Regions from separate parts of the Mus musculus genome. Here all the other regions are linked to region 3. Evidence: chromatin contacts called from public HiChIP or PLAC-seq and promoter capture Hi-C data. All regions are on one chromosome and are shown on one strand. Each heading gives the region's core, a stretch centred on a gene start, on an enhancer-like site or on the middle of the called end of the contact. The rest is flanking DNA. Distances are from core to core; before and after follow the strand shown.

Region 1 (2,850 bases), core at 146-2,645, 1.8 Mb before region 3:
CAGCAGTAATCTCAGCACTCAGGAGGCAGAGACAGGAAAATCTCTGAGTTGAGGCTAGCCTGGTCTACACTGTAAGTTCTAGGATAGTCAGGGCTAAGTAGTGAGAGACCCTGTCTCAACAAACACAAACAAACAAGCTAACCAGTGGAAGAAACAAACAGAAACCCAAAGCAGACAGAAAACCCCACTGTCTTGTGTTACGTCAGTAAGCCAGTCATTTTGTCCTTTTTTCTCCTATGCTGTAGTCCCCCTTTGCAGAATGGCATATCAAAAACTGCTCCACTTGCAGTAGTATTTTTAATTCATTAAGGGCCTTGTTTCCCACTCTGCCTATCTTTCAGTTAGAGAATAAAGTCACCACCCAGGCTCTAAGCTCCTCTTCTGTACACATCTGTAAATACAACTTTCTGAGAATCCTTTCCATTGTCCACTCCAAGTTTTCAACAATATAGTTTATTTAATATTTTCTTCAATATATATCTTTATAGAATATGCCTCCGCTAATCTAGTTTCTACTTAAGTCCCATGCAAACACATTCTTGACAAGGACTTATTTAGTGTTTTTTTCGACACTAGAAACCCTGTTAATCCAGTTTCCACTCAAGTAGCAGCTCTCTGTCCTGCTGGTTTGAACATACATAGACAACTATGTCCTAGCGCTTTAAAACATCCAAGGAACGGCTTCATCTTCCACATTAAAATGTTCCCTGAACCAGCATCTAGAAATTTAAGAATGTAAGCTCTCTGGCTTTTCCCAGATCTATAGTATGTGAAACCTACTTTATAACAAATCCAACTAGTGTTCCTATAGTTTTTTTTTTTAAATAGGAAATCTTTGCTCTTGATATTTATGAATTTTATATTTAAGAATTCCTCATTAGTTAGAGAAGTACTATTCCTTTTCCTGGCTTACTTATGTTTTATTACTAATTAACAATAATTATTGAATTCTAGTTTACGGCTGCCAAGCCAACGACCACCATATCCCAGAACTCACTTGGCTCACCTCCCACCCTTACTTGTGTTACATCATTTTCCATATAAATAAGGAGAACACCCCCTCCTCGCTCTCTTCTCTTCTCTCTCTGCCACTCCCTTATCTCTCCCTCTCAATAAAACCTCTTCACGTTGAACTGCCTGGGCCTAGTGTGCTTCTTGGTGACCCGCTATTCTAACACATCACTGGTTACTGCTCTAAGGCTTTGCTTAGCTAGGAGAGAGGATGACCTGTAGATCAGCTCTCAGGCTCCCTAAAGAGCGAGAGGAAGAGCCTAGACAGCAGCTCCCTCAGTTTGAGCCCGTGGAACTTGAGACGACGGCTTTCGCAAGGGGCGGGGCGCGGGAAGGGGCGTCTCCGGAGGAAAGGGGGCGGGGCGCGGGAAGGGGCGTCGCCAGAGGGAAGGGGGCGGGGCGCGTGATGGGCGGCTTCCGGATGGGGCGGCGAGCAGGAAGACTGTGCACGTAGGAGATGTCTGGAGCCCGCCGCCCCGGCACGTCCAAGGTACGCTGTGCTGTTGCTATGAAAGCAGAGGGCGGGCGTGTAACCTCTGTGGGCTTCTCGTGCCTGTCCCTGGTCCGGTGAAGGGAGCTGGTGCGCCCAGTCTGACCGGCACGAGCCCGTTGGTGGCGGTCGGTCTAGGCAGGGTTCCCTCGCTCTGCCTCTGCCCAGGTCTGCTGAATGGTCCTGGGAACCAAGCGGGTGGGTGGCTGACAGGGAGGACGAATTGATTCGGAGTGAGTGTGAGCTGGCGTCTGGCAGTTCATTTGCCTCCGTTTTATTTTGTTGCTTAACACACCAAGACAGTAGTGGGTATTGGAGTATCTCTTCTGTCCCAGGCATCTTTTGCTACACTTTGCTTTCCCGCCTAAACTTTCTGAGAGGCGTGCTTCTCCCGTGTCTCCCGCAGTCCCTGTATACTGTAGGCACTGTTGTAGGAACTGTTACATGGATGAAATTTAAGCGATCCTCTACATTTCTCCGACATTGTGTTTCTCTTGGATCATATTTTGCCTTTTCAAAGTTCCTCACTTACAGATGATTATTTCATAATACTCAAAATTTAGAACAGCAAACGGTGCTTCATTCCCTCACCTGCTCTTCCTTTCACTAAATGCTAAACTCCCTTAACACTACCATTCGTACTTATTTCTCAGATAGCCTTGAAAGATGACACTGTGAACTTTGTAACTTATTTAGAGAGTAAAAGCACGTATAACTTATGATTTAAAAGACTAATTTAAATTTCAGGAAGACTAAAAGATGAAAAAATCAAGGAATTAAAACATTTCTACATCTAACATAAATTAGTTCTTGCAGCCCTCGATACCCTTGCTAACTGTATACATTTATTTAAGCGTCCCTAAAGTCCTGATTCACTCTTATAGCTGCTCATTCACTTCTCCTAACTGCCCAGCTCCAAATTTTGACTTTGTGCCTATTCTCAACAACTTTTTTTTTTTTTTTTTTTTCGAGACAAGGTTTCTCTGTGTAGACCAGGCTGGCCTTGAACTCAGAAATCCTCCTGCCTCTGCCTCCCGAGTTCTGGGATTAAAGGCGTGCGCCACCACGCCCGGCTTCTTTTCTTTTCTTTTCTTTTCTTTTCTTTTCTTTTCTTTTCTTTTCTTTTCTTTTCTTTTCTTTTCTTTTCTTTTCTTTCTTTCTTTCTTCTTCTTCTTCTTCTTCTTCTTCTTTTTTTTTTTTTTTTTTTTTTTGGTTTTTTGAGACAGGGTTTCTCTGTATAGCCCTGGCTGACCTGGAACTCACTTTGTAGACCAGGCTGGCCTAGAACTCAAAAATCCGCCTGCCTCTGCCTCCCAAGTGCTGGGATTAAAGGCATGCGCCACCATGCC
Region 2 (2,700 bases), core at 124-2,623, 2.0 Mb before region 3:
GGATTCTGAAATCTTTGTTTTTAAAAGACAAAAGGGAAGGTCACAACATTTGCCAAGATGTCCAAAAATCACTTCTGGATCTTCAGAGTCTTTCATTTATGTGTTTTTCAAAACTTATTAACCAGCCACCATCTGTGTTCTGAACAGTAAAGCCTGTCTCCTATGGCATATGTTGCAGGTGAATGGTAAGTAACCCCTCCAGTTATACAATCCACAACTTTGTGACTATGAGTGCTCATGGCTATCATGAATAGATAGCAACAAGTTTTGCTTGGCTTTTCACTCCTCTCAGGCTGGGGAGTTTGTGGCTCTGAGTTACTGTTTTATTTATGTTTAACAGTCTTAAAATCCAGTATATTGTGATTATTTTGGTACCCTCATTACCCTCTGATATTCCCCCTTCCTTTCTAGGACTCCTTCTTCCCACCTATTAGTCCTAGTGGGTATACTAATAGAAAAAGCTAATCCCCAACTCCAGCAAACATTCACAGTTACTGCTCCTTTAGAAAGAATGGAGCTTCATGGGCACCTCCTGTTTCTATGATAGATAGCTGGAGGGCCCAATCTTGTGCAGGTATATAGTGCTATGTATTCAGGCTACAACTACAGCTTTGTAAGTAGATGACAGCTGCTCAATCCTTGGTTTCTTATATTCTTTCTGCCTTCATTTCTGCATTGTACCTTAAGTCGTAGTTGGTGTGTGTGATACGAATGTCTAGTTCTAAGGGCTTATCATTCACTCTCAGAACTTTGACCAGATAAACTCTCTTGGTGGGTAGGCTGGAGCGGTAGAAATGTCTGGAGACATTCTTTTAAGTTTTCCTATAGTTTCCTTGATTGCTCTTCATAAAGTAGTACTTCTCATAAGGAAATGACATTGGTTAATTAATAGACTCTATCCCTATTTTGGAAGGGGGGGGGGGTTCGAGACAGGGTTTCTCTGTGTAGCCCTGGCTGTCCTGGAACTCATTCTGTAGACCAGGCTAGCCTCGAACTCAGAAATTCGCCTGCCTCTGCCTCCCAAGTGCTGGGATAAAGGCATGCGCCATCACTGCCCGGCGACTCTATCCCTTCTTATAAACACAGGATTTCACTATGTAGTACAGACCTTGTTAACCTTTTGTCTAAGTCTTCCATGGTTGTCCATAAAATTGGTGTGTCCCAACTCCTGGAGGCATACTCATACATAACACTCTAACAATCATTATTCATCTAGCTGTTAGCTAGCATTTTGACTATAGTAGACTCAGATTCACGGTCTCAGCTTCCTTACCCGCCCAGTTCAGGTCGATACCTGAAACCTTCTAGAATAGGCCTTCGCGTTCCACTCAGCCTGAACTACATCTCCCGGCAGCCTTTGCGCGCCCACCTCTGTCGTGGCGCGTGGCCTGCCGGGAGCGGGCTGGGTGCTGGCCCGGCCCAATGGGTGCGGGCTCCCGAGGAAAGGGCGGAGGAGAAGAGGAAGCAAGCGGGCTGTGGGTCGAGTCCCCATTCATTGCAGTGGCCTGCTGGGTTGGGGGTCCAGTGTTTCGGGGGTCATGGAGGCGCTGATCCCGGTCATCAATAAGCTGCAGGACGTCTTCAACACAGTGGGTGCGGACATCATCCAGCTGCCTCAGATCGTCGTAGTGGGAACGCAGGTAAGATGAGGCCGCGATTGCGAGGCCTGGCTCGGCCGCAGGCCTGCAGGTGTCGCCAGGAGGAGGCCGGCAGCTCGGCGCTCCGCTCTGCTCCCGGGCGCTCAGCGGGACTGAGTGGCCCTGCAGCCTACAGCCCGGCGCGGCTTGGCCCAAGGGCACTCGGGGGACGCGCGGGCGGGCGTGTGGGCGGCTGTCGCTTCCTTCCGGCCGCTGAGGACGCGACGGACTCAGGAGTTGCTGTGAGCAGACAGGCAGCAAGCTAGTGGTGAGTCGGTGGCCCACGGAGCTATTACAAAGTAAAAATAAGATTAAAAGAAAATCCCGGGTGTAGTTGGAGGCCTAAAGTTAGGAAGGAGCACCATGACTTTGGTGTTTGTAATTTTGTTACTGTGACCCAAATTTGGTATAAGGTTCTCAGGCCTTATGTGGGGTATTGGCGATAAGTCCAAATTTTGTATGAAAGAATGTTGAATAGATATCTAGAATAGCAGAGATATGTGAGTTTCATTTTTTAAAAAAATGCCTGCTTTGAACTGAAGAGGAGCAACAGAACTTTAGGGGAGGAGGGCGTTTTTTGTTGGTTTTGTTTGTTTTAATGTTTGTGAGTACGCCGTCGCTGTCTTCAGACACACCAAAAGAGGGCATCAGATCCCATTATGGATGGTTGTGAGCCACCATGCCACCATGTGGTTGCTGGGAATTGACTTCTGGAAGACCATTCAGTGCCTCTATCCTCCTGGGGAGAATTGTTTTGTTTTGTTTTTGTTTTTGTTTTTTTTTGGGGGGGGGGCGTCGAGACAGGGTTTCTCTGTATAGCCCTGGCTGTCCTGGAACTCACTTTGGCCAGGCTGGCCTCGAACTCAGAAATCCGCCTGCCTCAACCTCCCGAGTGCAGGGATTAAAGGCGTGTGCCACTACACCTGGCGAGAATTGTTTTTGAGATGAGCCCTACTCTGTACTTCAAGCTGGCTAAGAATTTACCTTGTTACCTGAATTGGCTGAAACTCATAGCACTCCCCCTGCTTCAGCTCCCTTGACTGAAAAACTACCATGCCCAGAA
Region 3 (2,700 bases), core at 96-2,595:
AGAAATTCAGGAAATACTCCAGCACCCATGTTAGTGACCCAGATCCCCCTGAGTTCTTGCAAAATAACCTCGTTGTCTCTACACTTGGCACAAGGGTAGAGGACACACAGTGTTCCTGTGTGGCAAACAGGCACCTATCTCTTGCAGACTCCCGAATGTAAATCACAAGCTCTGTTTCCAGCTCTGGAGAAACCTCCAACCTCTTGGCTTTAAAATGAACCATTTATCCAAGTATGGTAAGTTTCTCAACCAAAATTGGCACCCTCCTCACCCAAAAGTCTCCCAGGGGGCCTTCAGGGGTCATCATTCCTAATGCAGTCTATCACGGAGGTACCACAAAACAGAACAAATACTTGTGGGCGCTAACCATCAGCTGCTAAGAAACAGGGATGTTTTTCTTGTTTCTCAAACAAAAAGAAAAGTCATTGTGTCCAGGGTTTCCTATTGTAGTCACTAATAATCAGGACAATGTGATGCAGGAGTGTTCTGGAATAACAGGCAAATCGCATTACAGGAACAGCATTACAGGAACACGAAATACACAAGCACTGGAGATTAGAGCAGTCAGCCAGGGAACCCAGCCTAGGATCATTTCACAAGAAAGCTACCTGGAGAGGGCCTGAAGTCCCCGGGACATCCCCAGAGCAGCGGAGTCTCTCTGACTCAGAGTAGAAGGCACTCTCCTGGTTACAGAGTCCAGGGCATTTTCCACTGCACCCCAAACCTACAAAAAGAGACAGAAAGGCCCTTCTCCCCTCTCTTGGCTTTTCCTTATTTCCTTAAAGTTCCCTGATAGCATTTAGGCAGAAAGGAGAGAGGATGAGAAAAAAAAACATGAAGCCAGAGTAAACGAGAGGTAAAACAAACAGTGGGGAACCCCAACACAAGCGATGGGAAGTCCCTTTCTAGAGTCTGGGCTCCTGCACGGTGCTCTATGATAGTGTGTGCGCGGTAAACGGAGATCCTACCCCCACAAAACACAGAAAATCCCCAATTTGCTGCCTCCAGATCTGGCGTCCCTTCCCGATGGCAGAACCCCAAAGCACAGAGGCACCTCCCCGCACACACCCAGCTCTCCCGGAACCCGGTCCCCAGAGTAAGAGAGCGGCGGCTACGCCGGGGCCCGGGTGGCGAATCCCCGCGTAAGCAGAGCAGGGCTCCGGCTAGGGGAGCAGCTGGGTCCGCGCGTCCCAGCGTCCCCCCACGTCCTCCGAGTCCCCGGTCGCCCCCGCGCCGTCCCCCGCGGCCCACCACCTTACCCAGAGTGGATCGGAGCCATCAGCGCTGCAGAAGCTGCGCAGCGCCATGCGGGCGGCCGGCTGAGCGAGGAGGCGCAGCGCCGCGCGGTTGGCCCGCGTCACCGGGATGCAGCCCCGCCCCACCCCGCCCCGCCCCGCGCGTGGGAGCGAGCACGGCCACGAGTTGCCCTGGCCTGGGCCTGCAGGCCTCGTCTGCAGCTCCCACTCACTGGCGGCTCCTAAAGCCGACACGGCCCGGAAGAACCCCGCACTGGGCCCTCCACACCTGGGCTTCATCCCAGGTGACCCTAACTGTACCGCTGGCCCCCCGCTGCGGGAGAACGCTCGGTGCTTGCGTGATTTTAGGGCTTTTTCCTTCAGTTGCACCTGGAGGGATATGGATGTGAGCTCCCAAGAAAGGAAAGAGAACAGATAAGGAAACTGAGGCTCAGAAAGGTGAGGAAATTCGCTCAGAGTCCCTCAACGAGTAGAAGTGTAGTTCGTTTGAATCAGGAGCCCTATGAATCCATTCTAAACACTGAGATCTCCATCCTGAACACCAGTTTGCCACCCCTCCTCCATGGTCTGCAAAGCACCCTGGGAATTTCTCCCATTCTGAGTGCAGCCAGGAAATAACTCATTTCCTTATTACTTGGTATGAGGAATTTGGGGACAGGGTTTCATATAATAACTAAATCTGGCCTCTAAAGCACTATGTAGTAGAGGATGAATGACCCTGAACTTGTGAGCCCCTCTGCCTCCATTTTTTTTTTTTTTTTTTTTAAGACAGACTGAAGTTTCTCTATGAAGCCCCTGGCTGTCCTGGAACTCAATTTGTAAACCAGGCTGGCCTCGAACTCAGAGATCTGCCTGCCTCTGTCTCCCAAGCTCTGGGATTAAAGGTGTGCATCACCTTTCCTCCACTTCTTATTACCCCAGCCACCTGGGGCGCTGACAACAAAACCCAGGCTTCCTCCTAGGTTTTGTTGTCAGCAGGAACCACTCCACCAGCTGAGCTATGTATACCCCTGAAAAAATATTTTAATTTAAAAAGTAATAAAGAAAATGAGTAAGATAAACAATTTTTGAAGGTCAACCACAAGTCAGGTCCCCCTCAGTATGAATAAGAGTTTGGTGGTGGTGGTGGTGGTGGTGGTGGTGGTGGTGGAGGTGGTGGTTGTAGTAACAGCATTTACTTCTATGTGTGTATGTGTGTGGGTGTGTATATAAACTTGTGCTTGTGGAGGTCAGGACAGCCTGGGAGAGTTGTTTTTTGTGGAACTTTGTGGATTCCAGGGAGCTAACTCAAGTCATCAGGCTTGGCAGGAAGTTTCTTTACCTCTGTGAATAAGTTTTTTAAAGATAATTACTTTCAGGTAACAATTCTCAATGCACTGTTACCCATATTTATTGAGCATCTGCTGTATAGCAGGAGTCTTGCTAGGCTCTAGCAAGCTAGCAG
Region 4 (2,729 bases), core at 110-2,609, 1.9 Mb before region 3:
TTTTGAAGGATCAGGTAGAAAAATGACAAAGTTGGGCGAAAGGATACCAGGAGGTACATTTAGAAGGTGGCTTTTAATATTTTTAAATGAGTTTTGTCGTGTAGCACACGAACCAGCCATATAATCTATGTTCCTCAAGAAAACTGTGAGGACTGGAGAGGTGGCTCAGTGGTTCTTCCAGAGATCCTGGGTTCAATTCCCAGCAACCATGTGGGATATAATATAAGAATTTGGTGCCCTCTTCTGGCATGCAGGTGTTACATAGAGATGGAGCACTCATACATAAATAAATCAATCTTTAAAAAAAGAAAACGCTGTGAAAATCTTTATGGAGGCGAAAAGCTAAATTAGTGCACACGGTTCTAAACAGAAGTCCAATTATTTTCAGGATAAATAACAATTTCTAAAGAAACTAAAGGCGACTTAGGGAAAACAGACACAATCCAAATCTTGAATATCGGTCTGCTTCCAGCAGCTCTAACTCCCAGCTCTAACTTACAATCTTCCTAACGAATAACACACTACTTCTGTATACTCGTCCCCGGGTTTCCGTAGGCTCTAACAATTCCAGCTTACTTGTGGATGAACTCGTAGCCAGACATGATGTTGCCCAACTGATCTGATCCGCCCAGTTGGACCCGGCATCCATAGTGCTGGAAAAGGTAGTAGAAGTCATAGGCCTGGAGCACCTGGTAAAAGAACTCCGCCAAGCTCATGCCCTCGGGGCTCTTGAGACGCGACTGCACGCTCAGCCGGCTCAGCAGAGTGCCCATGCGGAAGTGGCCGCCCACCGTGGCCAGGAAATCCACCAGGTGCTGCTCCTGGAACCAGGCCGCGTTGTCCAGCACCGTGAAAGAGCCCCAGGGCCGGCCGTCCGCGAAGAGGCGCGCGTGGTTGGCCGCCAGGGCCTCGAGCCCTCGCCGCAGGGCGTGCGCGTTGGCCCGCACGCACTCGGCGCTCAGCGCCTCGCGCCCCTTGGTCCGGCCGCTGGGGTCCCCCAGGAGGGCCGTGGAGCCTCCCACGAGCGCGATCACGTTGTGGCCGGCTCGCTGGAAGTGGAAGAGCCCCAACAGAGTTAGCAGGTGCCCCACGTGGAGCGAGTCGCCCGTGGGGTCGAAGCCGCAGTACACCGTCTGGGGGGACGAGCCCGCCCTGCGGCGGTCAAAGAGTTCGGGGAGCTCTGTCTTCGTGCCGCTCTCGGGGAAGAACTCCTTGAACAAGCCGCGGGCCCTCGGTGCCACCAGCATTCCCCGCGCGCCCGGGCGCACCGCACGCGACCCTCGTAGCCAGACCAGGGACTGCGGAACGCGGCACAGGCGCCTCAGCATGGGCGCCGCCATCTTGCGGGACACGCAAGGCATGCTGGACCTCTGTCGCCCTGCGACCGCGGGCGCCTCGGTGTCTCTCTACGCATGCTCGGGCGTAGCGGGAGGCCTGTTAGGCTTTGGTGCTGTAGGCAGTCCTGGAATGTGGACCGACTGAGTTCCGTCTTGCGGCCCCCGCTGTTCCTCTATCATTTCATTCCCGTTTTCTCAGTGAGGATGTCGTGATAGTACTTCCTGTCTCACAGCTGTGGTGAAAGCACTTGGCGGTGTAGTAAGCGCTCGACAAATGTTTACTGTCGTTTAAATGATCATGCAAAAGCTGTGATGCTCAAGTCCCATAAGTCTTGGACCTGTAGAAAGAACTCGGAGTGGAGTGGAGACGAAATTTCTTTGTACCAGTTTCCCCAGTTAATGAGAGCCTCGTCACAGTACAGGCAGGCAGGCAGGCGCGCGCACACACACACACACACACACACACACACACACACGTCATTAGTGGGTGTCCTGAAGGTGGCAGTCTCCTCCTAGCAAGAGGAAAGTCAAAACAGGAAAGAACTCCCTGTGTTTAGTATAACAAAAACTGGAGTCATTCAAAGTCATAACATATTAGGTGCTTTTAGGAATCCTCTCACCAGGATGAGGACTCTCATTTGCAATTGTATGGCAGGTGAGCCAGCCCCCAAGTCCCATTGTAGATTCTGACTAATTTTCTTTAAACATTTTAATTAGCGTACACAAATTGTACAAAATAATGAATTTATTCTGACATTTCCATATATGAGTAGACGTGGGCCATACTTTCAAAACTCCCTGATTTATGTGGAGTAGCATTATTGAGAATGTGCCATTTGTGGCCATCACCTACCATTGTGAGAGAAGTAGGGGTTATGGAGGGAGACAGAGAACAATTGAGCCAGGAGTAAGTTGCAGTAGAGGTGTGCTGGCTAGTTTTATGCCAAGTTGACAAAGTTAGAGTCATTGAGGTACTTAAACTGAGAAAATGCCCTCAACCAATGTGGCCTATGAACAAGCCAGTGGTGATCAGTGATTGATGTGGAAGGGACCAGCTCACTGTGGGTGGTGCCTCTTGATAGGTCCTTTCTCCGGTAAAATGAGCCAATTCAAACCAGATTAGATTATAAAGCAGATTTACTGTCCCCCTAGAATTGAGGCCAGGGGGGGTCGCCATGGGGGGGGGGAGAAAGGGCTTGTGGCAGGGGGTGGGGAGAGAGAGAGAGAGAGAGAGAGAGAGAGAGAGAGAGAGAGAGAGAGCAAAATGTGTAGATTGTATAGCAAAGAGCGTCTGAGGGAAGGGCAGCCCATCCCCTGGGCTGGAATGTACAGGGTTGGGGATAGGGTATGCCAGGTAGAGACTTAGGGATGCTGAGAGAACCTGGAAGCCAG

The links. Promoter capture Hi-C pulls out the DNA fragments that hold promoters and counts their contacts. HiChIP or PLAC-seq counts read pairs in DNA pulled down with a chosen protein or histone mark.
Region 1: a promoter capture Hi-C map of second pharyngeal arch cranial neural crest shows a contact between it and region 3, with 7 times the contacts expected there. The contact joins the promoter of Spidr here to the promoter of Abcc1 in region 3. A contact is called at or near these places in 3 of 39 promoter capture datasets (cranial neural crest, liver and second pharyngeal arch cranial neural crest) and 1 of 484 Hi-C or Micro-C datasets (B cells).
Region 2: a promoter capture Hi-C map of hippocampal neurons shows a contact between it and region 3, with 5 times the contacts expected there. The contact joins the promoter of Dnm1l here to the promoter of Abcc1 in region 3. A contact is called at or near these places in 1 of 39 promoter capture datasets (hippocampal neurons), 2 of 115 datasets of contacts at active chromatin or transcription factors (astrocytes and bone marrow-derived dendritic cells) and 1 of 9 other capture datasets (adipose tissue).
Region 4: a contact with region 3 is called in an H3K27ac HiChIP or PLAC-seq map of bone marrow-derived dendritic cells, with 7 times the contacts expected there. The contact joins the promoter of Yars2 here to the promoter of Abcc1 in region 3. A contact is called at or near these places in 3 of 39 promoter capture datasets (cranial neural crest, hippocampal neurons and pre-B cells), 2 of 115 datasets of contacts at active chromatin or transcription factors (bone marrow-derived dendritic cells and thymic regulatory T cells) and 1 of 9 other capture datasets (adipose tissue).

The regions. Positions count from the first base shown.
Region 1 is chr16:16,145,396-16,148,245 of GRCm38.p6, reverse strand. Spidr (scaffolding protein involved in DNA repair) reads left to right here and starts at 1,395. Exons shown (of 20, transcript NM_146068.4): 1 at 1,395-1,501. The coding sequence starts at 1,469.
Region 2 is chr16:16,357,704-16,360,403 of GRCm38.p6, reverse strand. Dnm1l (dynamin 1-like) reads left to right here and starts at 1,373. Exons shown (of 21, transcript NM_001360008.1): 1 at 1,373-1,640. The coding sequence starts at 1,539.
Region 3 is chr16:14,360,203-14,362,902 of GRCm38.p6, reverse strand. Abcc1 (ATP-binding cassette, sub-family C (CFTR/MRP), member 1) reads right to left here and starts at 1,345. Exons shown (of 31, transcript NM_008576.3): 1 at 1,260-1,345. The coding sequence starts at 1,307.
Region 4 is chr16:16,301,595-16,304,323 of GRCm38.p6, reverse strand. Yars2 (tyrosyl-tRNA synthetase 2 (mitochondrial)) reads right to left here and starts at 1,359. Exons shown (of 5, transcript NM_198246.2): 1 at 577-1,359. The coding sequence starts at 1,340.